Regions from separate parts of the Mus musculus genome. Here region 2 is linked to region 1. The links are chromatin contacts, called in public Micro-C maps. All regions are on one chromosome and are shown on one strand. Each heading gives the region's core, a stretch centred on a gene start, on an enhancer-like site or on the middle of the called end of the contact. The rest is flanking DNA. Distances are from core to core; before and after follow the strand shown. Region 1 overlaps Map3k19 (mitogen-activated protein kinase kinase kinase 19). Region 2 overlaps R3hdm1 (R3H domain containing 1).

Evidence for each region. Hi-C and Micro-C count contacts between places; a contact is called where the count stands out from the background.
Region 2: a contact with region 1 is called in a Micro-C map of granulosa cells, with 3 times the contacts expected there. The contact joins two enhancer-like sites. A contact is called at or near these places in 7 of 39 promoter capture datasets (the C10 cell line, the HPC-7 cell line, cranial neural crest and 4 more), 1 of 15 datasets of contacts at CTCF or cohesin (large pre-B cells), 52 of 484 Hi-C or Micro-C datasets (the AML12 cell line, B cells, the Ba/F3 cell line and 32 more), 9 of 115 datasets of contacts at active chromatin or transcription factors (DN3 thymocytes, the HPC-7 cell line, the NIH/3T3 cell line and 4 more) and 3 of 9 other capture datasets (adipose tissue, embryonic stem cells and liver).

Annotation. Positions count from the first base shown.
Region 1 is chr1:127,824,535-127,829,846 of GRCm38.p6, reverse strand. It overlaps Map3k19 (mitogen-activated protein kinase kinase kinase 19), which reads left to right. Exons shown (of 14, transcript NM_011737.2): 10 at 748-791. Among named protein-coding and RNA genes, the nearest start is that of Map3k19, 28 kb to the left of the region's middle. Within about 2 kb of position 2,361, at least 15 of the 459 cell types and tissues checked have an H3K27ac peak or open chromatin away from gene starts, as enhancers often do. A contact at or near this core is called in granulosa cells, where this site is marked.
Region 2 is chr1:128,219,314-128,224,625 of GRCm38.p6, reverse strand. R3hdm1 (R3H domain containing 1) reads right to left here. Exons shown (of 27, transcript NM_181750.2): 22 at 2,923-3,026; 23 at 985-1,157. Among named protein-coding and RNA genes, the nearest start is that of Mir128-1, 20 kb to the right of the region's middle. Within about 2 kb of position 2,900, at least 10 of the 459 cell types and tissues checked have an H3K27ac peak or open chromatin away from gene starts, as enhancers often do. A contact at or near this core is called in granulosa cells, where this site is marked.

The DNA.
Region 1 (5,312 bases), core at 1,112-3,611:
ATCCCTGGGGCTCAATGGCCGGAAGCCTCGCCAACTTGACAGATTCCAGGCTAGGGAGAGGTCTTGTTTCAAACGAGGACAGTGGTGCCCAAATGGTTGTGTCCTCTGACTGCTACAGGCACATGATGGAATGAAGATGCCTTCGCCTCTGCACATATGTGCCCGTGTGCATGCATACACACACCACACACACACACACACACACACACACACACGACTAACAATAGGCTTAATAATGACAATACTGAAGGCAATGGGAGCAAATGGCTGGAAAGGAAATGCATTTTGTATGTGTTTCAGGGAAGAGTATTTCATGAACTAAAAATAAATAAGCTAGTGTAGGAGCCGGGCATGTGGCTCAGCTGATCAAGTTTTACCTAGCATCCACGAAGCTCTGGGTTTGCTTCCCATACTAAGCTGGGCAGGACACACACCTGTAATTGTAACACTCAGGGGGTGGAGGCAGGGGGATTGTAAGTTTAAGGGTATCCGTGGCTACCTAGGGAATTCAAGGTACTAACTACATGTAGGCTGCTCTATGAGACCAGCTCTCAAAAACAAATGAACAAACCTATAACACCCCTTCTGGTAGCTTTAGGCTAAGGTTTTCTGAAATCACTTCACAGCACTATGTATACCACACAGGGAGAATATACTCTGAAACACTTTCCCGCATATCTCCTGCTCCATCTATGAACTCTTCAGCCTACTACTAATAACACCCAGTTCTTGTTTCTTTTGTTATAGAGTTTCCTACCTCTGACATAAGCTACAGTAGCCGAAGAACTGGGGTAAGATCAGTTCCAGCATGTTTGACTTCATTAAACAACAATAAGGGTGGTGGTGGTGCACACTCTAATTTCCAGCACTCTCGAAGCAGAGGCAGACAGATCTCTATGAGTTCGAGACCAGCCTGGTCTATAGAGCTAGTTCCAGGACAGCCATGGCTACACAGAGAAACTCTGTCTCAAAGAAAGAAATAACAAAATCCATAAATCTCAACAACAATGACAAGCTCCCACAAACTTCTCAGTCAAATCTTCAGCAATAATATTGTGGAGAAAATTTAAAAAAGGATGACTACTTTATGGAGAAGCTAAGTATTCATGGGAAAACCATTCCATGTCCTGTGAGGTGCTTCTCTGGGCCATCTCCTGCTCCTGGGTAGTGGGGTGAACAGGTCTCTTCATTTTCTGTCTTCGTTTTTCCTTCATTTTGTCTCTGTTTCTTAATGCGTTTAAGTTTGGGGGACAGGGTCTCACTATGTCACCTAGACTGGCCTTGAACTCACAGAGATCCCCCTGCCTCTGCCTCTCTAGTTCTAGGATTAAGGGTGTGGATTGCTGCTCTACTCACCTCATACCTTTGTCCAAATCCCATGTTACTCTTTGCCGTTCACACCCCACCCTGATGGGGGAGAGTTTTCCTGCTCCTATAAAGCGTTACAGGTAAAGATCCTGGGAAGATACTTGTTACTTGTCAGTTTTCTCAGCTCTCTTGGCCTTCAGTGTCCTAGGAGACATACAAACATCGGTGCATACCTGTGTGTTGGTGCATACCTGTGTGTCAGCACATGTGTGACACCTGTGCACACCTGTGCATCTGCAGTGAGTGACACCTGTGCACTTGTTTCCCAGGCACTGTCCACCTTGCTTTTTGAGACAGGGTCTCTCACTGGCCCGTTACACTAGGCAAGCCAGCTAGCAGACTCCAGGAATCTGTTTTACATCCTCAATACTGGGATTCCAAACTTGTTCCACCACAGCTAGCTTTTTAAATGTGGGCTTTGGGGCTAAACTCAGGTGTTTGTACTTGCAAGGCAAGCAGTCTACTGACTGAGCTGCCTCTTCATTCCTTATTTCCTTTTTTTTTTTTTTTTTTTTTTGAGACAGAGTTTTTCTGTGTAGTCCTCCTGGAACTCACTCTGTAGACCAGGCTGGCCTCAAACTCAGAAATCCGCCTGCCTCTGCCTCCCAAGTGCTGGGATTAAAGGCGTGCGCCACCATGCCCGGCTTATTTCCTATTTTTGAGAAATGGGAAAAAATTCAGACAATAACATTGAGAGAGAAGTATCCTCTAACACTTGAATTTCTAGTATCTGGGGTTTTTGGTTTTTTTTTCTTTCCTGCTTGCACCTAGTTGGCAAGTGAAAATTGAAGTCATAGCTCTCAGTCACTATGCATAATCCATGTCTATAAATAATCCCATATAATTAGGTACAGAGTTTGTGTACATAAGAAAAGGCCACAAAGGAACAAAACCAAAACTAAAAAAACCACTTAAGGACTTTATAGCTTAAGGGCCACAAAGTTGAACGCTATAGTTTGCATTGCACTGCCCTCTAGAGGTTGGTAATAATTAAGAGTAGCTGACTTTGAACTAGAGGGCAAGGAGATTTAACAGTTAGTTATTAAGGAGTTTGGAGAGATGGCTTAGCGCTTAAGAGCACTTGCTACCCTTGAGGACCTGGGTTCAGTTTTTAGTACACATAGGGTAGCTCACAACCATCTGTAACTCCAGTGCCAGGAGATACAACAGACACCTTGGTACACATATATACATGCAGGCAAAACACCCATACGCCATCCACATTAAATAAATCTTTTTTTAAGCTATTGAGGCTTTTCTTGTTTTTCGTTTGTTTGTTTGTTTGTTTGTTTTGAGATTGGCACACAGCTCAGACTGGCCGCAAGCTTGCTGTTGTACCTGAGTATGACCTTGAACTCCTGATCCTTTGACTTCTACCTCCAGAGTCCTTGGATCATAGGCATGCATGCACCATCACAGCCAGTTTGTGGATTTCTGGGGGACTGAATCAAGTGGTTTCTGCATTCTAGGTGAACAGTAGCAACTGTGCGCCTACAAAGCCCTTAGCATTGCTAAGTTTTCAAATTTAAAGCTGTTCCCACCTAAATGACTCAGCAAAACAATGAGTTCATCGGTCCTGGAAGAACCCTTAAGCTACATATAACAACAAGCTTAAAGTGTTCTCAAGAGGGCTTTAACATTTTCATCAGTCCCGTGGAAACTAAAAAGAAAAGAGAGATAAAATACTTCCCATTTTAAAATTTAACATTTAAGCTGGGCATGGTGGCCCACACTTTAATACCATTGCTTGGAATGAAGGAGTAAGTGGATCTCCAAGTTCGAGGTCAGCCTGGTCTACAGAGTGAGTTCTAAGGCAACCAGGACAAACAAAAACCAGCTAGACAGCCAGACAGAAACCCTGCCTTAAAACAAAATAAACAAAAAAGCAAGCAAACAAACTAAATAAATAAACAACCCCACATAACTAATAAGTATAACCATGAGTCTTGACATGTAAATTTTAGCCTTTTTATTTTTTGAACATTTGATAAGTATGGGTGTTTTGTCTGCATGTATGTCTGTGCATCGTGTGCATACAGTGCCCATGGAAGCCAGAAGAGGGTGTCAGATCCCCTGGGACAATTACACACTGTGAGCCATGATGTAGATGCCACCCTAGAAGAGTAACCAGCACTCAGTTAACTTTAGCTTTAAAAAAAGATTTACTTTATTATTCCTAGTTATGTGTATATATGTATGTCTGAGTTTATATGTGCATGCAAATGCCTAAGGACCCCAGAGGTATCAGGTCCCCTGGAGCTGGATTTATAGGTAGCTATGACCCACCCAACATGGGTGCTGGAAACCAAAACTAAGTTCTCTGCAAGAGAAATCTATACTCTTAACATCTGATCTAACACTATAGCACCTAATTATCTTTTAAAGAGTCACTTAATCTTGATTCTGGAAAAGTACGGAGAATGATATTTTAGTTATTTTGTGTTGTTTTTTTCTCCCTATTTTGGGGGCTGGGGATCCAACCTAGGGCTTCATGTATGCTAAGCATACATATACTATACCACTGAGCCAAATAGCTTTGAGATTTTTTAAATATATTTTTAAGTGTGTGTGTGTGTGTATCTGCCTGTCTGTTGTCTGTCTGCCTCTCTTTCTCTCTCTCTCTGTCTGTCTCTGTCTGTCTGTCTGTCTGTCTGTCTGTCTGTCTGTCTGTCTCTCTCTCTCTCTCTCTCTCTCTCTGTGTGTGTGTGTGTGTGTGTATGTGTCTATGTGCATGTAGAAATCACAGGACAACTTGGCAGAGTTAGCTCTCTCCTTCCACCATGTGAGTCCCAGGAATCAAATTTAGGTCATCAGGCTTGGTAGCAGGAGCCTTTACCCACCAAGCTATCTTTCTGGTCCTGATCAGGGTTTTATTTTATGTATGTATGTATGTATGTATGTATGTATGTATGTATGTATGTATGTATACATGTATGTATGCATGCATGCATGTATTGGCAAGTACTCCAGTGCAGGCTGTATGGCCTATGACCTTACACCTCTGACCCTCTGCCCTCTACCTCCAGCCCTGGGGTTACAGATGTATGAATACAATACTGGGGATGAAACCAGGGATTTGTGCACACCAGGCAGCACTCTACTATCTGAGGTCCATCTCCAGTTCCACATTTTGGCTTTAAAAGTTGGGATCTTTTTGGGCTGGAGAGATGGCTCAGCAGTTAAGAGCACTGGCTTCTCTTCCTGAGGTCTTGACTTCAAATCCCAGCAACCACATGGGCTCACAATCATCTGTAGTGAGATCTGATGCCCTCTTCTGGTGTGTCTGAAGACAGCAACAGTGTACTTATATATATTAAATAAATAAATATTTGGACCAGAGCAAATGGAGCAGAGAAGGGGAAAAAATTGTGATCTTTGTGTCCTGTTGACATATTGATGTAGCTGGACTTAGCTGAGTGGTAGAGCACTTGCCAGGTATGCACAGGCCCTGGATTTGATCTCTGCCTTAGTTAGGGTTTCTATTCCTATGAAAAGACACCGTGACAATGGCAACTCTCATAAAGGAAAATATTTCTTGGAGTTGGCTTACAGAAGTTTAGTACGCGACCATCACAGTGGGAAGCATGGCAGCGTACACATAGACGTGGTGTGGGAGAAGGAGCTGAGAGGTCTACATTTTGATCTGAAGGCAGAAGGAGGAGACTGGGCAGCTTGAGCATTTGAGACTTCAAAGCCCGCCCCCAGGCCACACCTCCTAACAGTGCCACTCCCTATGGTCCAAGTGGTCAAACATATGTGTGTATGGGGGCCATTCTATTTAAACAGCAGCAATCACCAACTCTTTAAAAACACACACACACCAAAAAACCAGTGATATTTAGGACAGCTTTATATTTAAAGGATTTCCATACGTGAATATTAGAACTTTTTGACTTAAGCCAAGCAATGGTGATGCAATTCTTTAATCCCAGCACTTGAAAGAT
Region 2 (5,312 bases), core at 1,651-4,150, 390 kb before region 1:
TTGCTAGAGGAGGTCTGTCACTGGAGGCAGGCTTTGAAGTTCCAAAAAGTTCATGCCATTCCCATCTAGCTTTCTGTATGCCTTGTCTTTGTCAATGTAAGCTCCAAGCTACTGCTCCAGTGCCAAGCCTGTCTACCATCATGTTTCCTGCCATAATGATCATGGCCTCTAATTATCTGCAACTATGAGTCCCAATAAATGATTTATTTTTTAAGTTTCCTTGGTCTTTCTTCAGAGCAACAGAACAGTAACAAAGACATCTGGTGTTTGATTCTTTTTCTTTGCCAATCTTAAATTCTTCTGCTTTAACTTTCTGAATGTTGCACATTTAAAGTTATGAACTAGCATGCCTAGCTCTCTTCTGGTATTTTTTAGGTCAAGTTTATTTTTGGATATAAGTAAGTAGACAAGGGCTGGAGAGATGGCTCAGTGGTTAAAAGCACTGACTGCTTTTCCAGAGGTCCTGAGTTCAATTCCCAGAAACCACATGGTGGCTCACAATCATCTGTAATGGGATCAGATGGCCTCTTTTGGTGTGTATGAAAACAGCAATGGTGTACTTGCATACATTAAATAAAGAAATATTTAAACAAACAAACAAGATGATGAATAAAAATGAGGCACAGATTTGTATGTATGTAATCCCAGTATATAGGAGGCTGAGGCAGGAGGATAAAGAGTTGAGGCCAACCGATGTTACAAAAGACCTTATTTTAAAAGTTGAAAAATAACATCTGAATTTTGATATAAATGTCTGGATGTAAAGAATGTTCAAATGTCCCTACTAGTCTTAGGATTTCAAGTTTAATGTTAAGTCACGGTATGTGAGAAAATGCTGTTTCTAAATAACAAACCAAGCTACAAGTAGTGGTTTATGCTTTTAATCTTAGGGAGGAAGCAGATCAACATGATTTCCAGGCTAGCTAAGACTACACAGCTAGACCCCTACTCAAAAACAAAGAGGTAACACACAAACTACCTTACCTGAACAATATTATCCATGTTGCTAAAGTCCATACACTTCTGTCCTCTCTGGTGGTCACAGTAGTGCTTGTTCTGTTTCCACTGTGGGGGTGAGTGGGTCCGAGACTGTGGGTTATTTGGTAGGTTGAGCTGCATCATTACCATTCCTCCACCAGGTGGCTGCTGTGGCACAGCTGAAATCAGGATAATTAGAACACTGAGACCAGTATATTTTAACAATGAATTGTTATATGAAATACTAGGAAAACAACATTAATTCCACATTTCTGAATAAGTTTTTACAACTATGTATACAAATCAGATTTAAGCTCTAGTGAAACCTGCTGCATACAATTGTGTGTTTAAAAAGGCATTAAAACAAAACCTTTGGAGAAGGTCACGGTGTTACAAATCTGGAATCCCAGCACTGAGGACACAAATTCAGAAGGATCATGTTTGGGCTAGCCTAATCTATGTATCTTTGTAGTATGAACTTACTTCAAACAAACAAAAGCCCAAAGATTCAAGAAAACAAACAAACCAAAAAACCAAACAAACCAAGCAAACAACAACAAACCCTAAAAAGCCAAAACAAAATAAAAAGCAGGAATCCTTTAGACCTAAATGTCTTGAAGGACCTAGTAGAGAAAAAAGTGTGTGTGTATGTATGTATGCTCCCAACTTTTAAAATAATGTTTTCCAAATAAAGACAAATTTTGTGAAAGTATTTTACCAAAATAAGGGGAAGGTTGGGTCATAGTGGTACATCCCTATGATCCCTTTAATACAGATCTCTGTGAGCTTGAGGCCAGCATAGTCTACATGGAGAGTCCAGGATAGCCACGGTTACACTGAGCACACACATCCTTTCTAGTGGGGGAGGAGAAAACGTAGCACATTCTGAGTTGTCCGTTTCTTTTCTTTTTTTAATTGATTTTTATGCTGTGTGTATAGTGCTATCTGTGTGAATGTATGTGTGTATGGACCACGTACATGCAGTGCCTGAGGATGACAGAAGAGGCAAACAAAACCCTAAGAATGGAGTTAGAGCCAGATGTTAGCTACTCTGTAGGTGCGAGGAACAGAATCAGGGTCATCTGGAAAGATAGCCAGTCCTCTTAATTGAAGAGTGGGTTTTTTTGTTTTTGTTTTTTTTGTTTGTTTGTTTGTTTGTTTTTTCGAGACAGGGTTTCTCTGTTTAGCCCTGGCTGTCCTGGAACTCACTTTGTAGTCCAGGCTGGCCTCGAACTCACAGATCCACCTGCCTCTGCCCTCCCGAGTACTGGGATTAAAGGTATGAGCCACCACGCCGGCCTAACTGAAGAGTTTTTTAGTCAGAGAATAAAATGAAGAAATTTCTGTTTCAGGATAATAATTCTGTACTAATTTTTTGTGTTGGGGAAATAGATGAAACGGAGGAAAACATAAACAAAATACTTAAGAGATTACTGCAAAGACATGAAAAGAACACTAAAATCAGCACAGTGAGTAAGGAAATAGGGACTTTCTGAGTACTGCAGGAAGCCACAGAAGAGTCATGAGTCTGAGATCTCTGCATTGGTTACTAGATTAAGGCTGTGGTAAGATAAGTAAAATGGGAAGGAAAATATTGAGTCTGACATGCCTTTAAACTTTTAGCTACATGATTTTGTTACATTAGAAGGAAGATACACTAGGTGTTATCAAAAAGGCAGTAGTTGAGGCCTTACGCCTATTAGATTACCCAGAAAAATCTAGAGAATCAACAGGGCTTGGGGATGGTTCTCCAAGATTACTAACCCCATAGATAGGGGAGAATGAAGGTAGAAGGATGAACCTAGTATTAGAAAAGGAAGGAGAGAGCTGCATGTGACAACCTGACTCAACACACAGGACATGAGTGAGACACTAGAGTGCACATCACCACCCAGGCAGCTGGGAACCAGTCAGCTGACCTCTGCATCAGTCATCTAGGCATACCTGCACACTGGTGGCCTTGGAGCTGTTGAGAGCTGCATGGTGACGTGGTTCGAGGAAACTGTACTTGTTCTGACCCTGGATGTTGTAAGTAACCAACTGCAGAGCTATAGGGTGAAAAAACAAAACACAGAAAACAGCACAATGAGAAACAGATGACCAAACAGTCTTTGAAATAAACATTTCTCTAAATTTATTTAAATGGATATATTTTTTCAGATTGGCTGACAATCTCTGAATTAAGTAATCTCTGAATTGTGATCACTCAGTAAAAACTACTTTATATTCACAATACTGACTGAAACTCTGAAAATATATCCTCTAATCCTACCATTGAAAATTTTACAAATTATTCTAACATATCTTTGTCAGGAAAGGGAAGAAATTTAATTATAATCTCAAAAAAAAAAAAAAAAAGGACAGGATGGCAATTTTGACAATAATTAGACTCAGAAGAAAATGTTATTTCTTGAAAAATATAATAAGCCAGGCAATGGTGGCACATGCCTTTAACCACAAAACTTGGGAGGCAGCAGCAGGCAGATCAAGGACAGCCTGGTCTACAGAGTGAGTTCCAGGATAACCAGGCTTTACAGAGAAACCTGTCTTAAAAAAAGTAATTCCCCCAACCCCACCAAAAACCAAACCAAACCAAACCACCAAAAAAGTAGTAAGAATAAAGACAACGAATCTGACATATTCTAACAAAATAGAAGATAATTAGGTTAAAAAAAAAAACGAACAAATAAACAATTAAAAAAAAAAAACCAACCCCAAGTTGTTGAGATCCTTTGAATGGCATTTATAGTCAAACTATATGGCTTTATTGTAAATCTTCAAAGTTTTCTCTTTTAGCAAGTTCTTTCAGGCTAATGATATGAAGTTATAGAATAATGAACTCACAGACAGTCAGGGATCTTAATTTATATTAGCCTGATCAGTCTCTGTTTTGTCATCTTCCTATTGAAAAGTTTAAATAAGTATTACTTAATAACTTCATCCATTTCTTGGAACTATCTCATATAACTGCATTAAAAACACCAGTTTAAATGTAACTGCCAATGAAGTAGAAATTACAAAGATGTCAGAAAACACAATAGATATGATCAGTCAAATCTATCGACAGGCAATTCTTAGTACATATTCAGAAATTGCAAAGTATTTATGGGGTACACTCGTTTTACTTAAGGGATTACAAATAATAATAATAATAAAGGTATGACTGGCATAATGGGCATATGCATCTAAAGAATTCTTTACGGATAAATATACTAAAATGTTCATGAATAAAATGATACCTGGTATCTACAGGAGGATGATCTGGAGAGCTGGCTCAGTGGTACAAAGCACTTACTGCTCTTGCAAAGAACACGTTTGATTCCTAGAGTGGTAGCTCACAACAGTAAAAAAACTCCAGTCCCTTGGGATCCACTGCCCTCTTTTGACCTCCAAGGGTAACAGGCATGCAAGTGGTGCTTGCATATACATTCAGGCAAGCATGCATACCCATAAAATAATAAATAAGTCTAAAAAAAACAATAAAACTCTAGATGACGAGGCAGAAGCAGAGGTTTAGATGAAAATACAATAGTTATTGTTAAGTGTTAAGTGTGAATATATGAGGATTCTGCATGTATTTGTTTATATTTACATGTTTTAAGAATGCCCAATAATAGCATTTTTAAAGCTTTGTGATTAATTATTGGCAACATACACATAGATTTATATGAAATTCATGCTGATGATTGCTTAATAATAACAATTATCTTTGCTGCTTAAGTGGTAGTAAGCCAATAGTTCAATTAAATGGAAAGAGAAAGGAATTAAAAGGAGCGTTAAAGTTCTTTGAGGGGCTGAAAAATTGGCTCACATGATAAAAAATGTTGTATTCTTTCTCTCTCCCTTTTCTTTTCCTTTCCTCTTCTCTCCTCTCCACTCTTCTCTCCCTCCCCCCTTACTTTGCTGTTAGTTATGCCCAGAACATATTACATGAGTCTGAGCTATAGAAATAATATAGCTTAAGCAACTGTCTGGAGAATTTTCCAGGTTTCCCTGGCCCACAGAGAGAGCCCATCACCTGCTCTTGTTCATATGCCCATGGTCTACTCATCATGAGGTCCCCTTGATCTCAACACAGGTGTGCCCACCTTATGCCCTCTCTCATGTAAACAAACAAACAAACAAAAAAGGTTCTATCTACTAAAGAACAAATGAGATGTTCTGAGAAGACAACTTAGCAGTAAGAAGAATACTTTTTATTTTATTTATTTAATGAATTTGTAATCTTTTGTTACTTACTCTGTTATTTCTACAGAAGCCATATTGTGGTTGCCACTGTAGGTGAGAACGCACTAGTTTGCTCATAAAAAAAAACAAAAACAAAAAACAAAAAA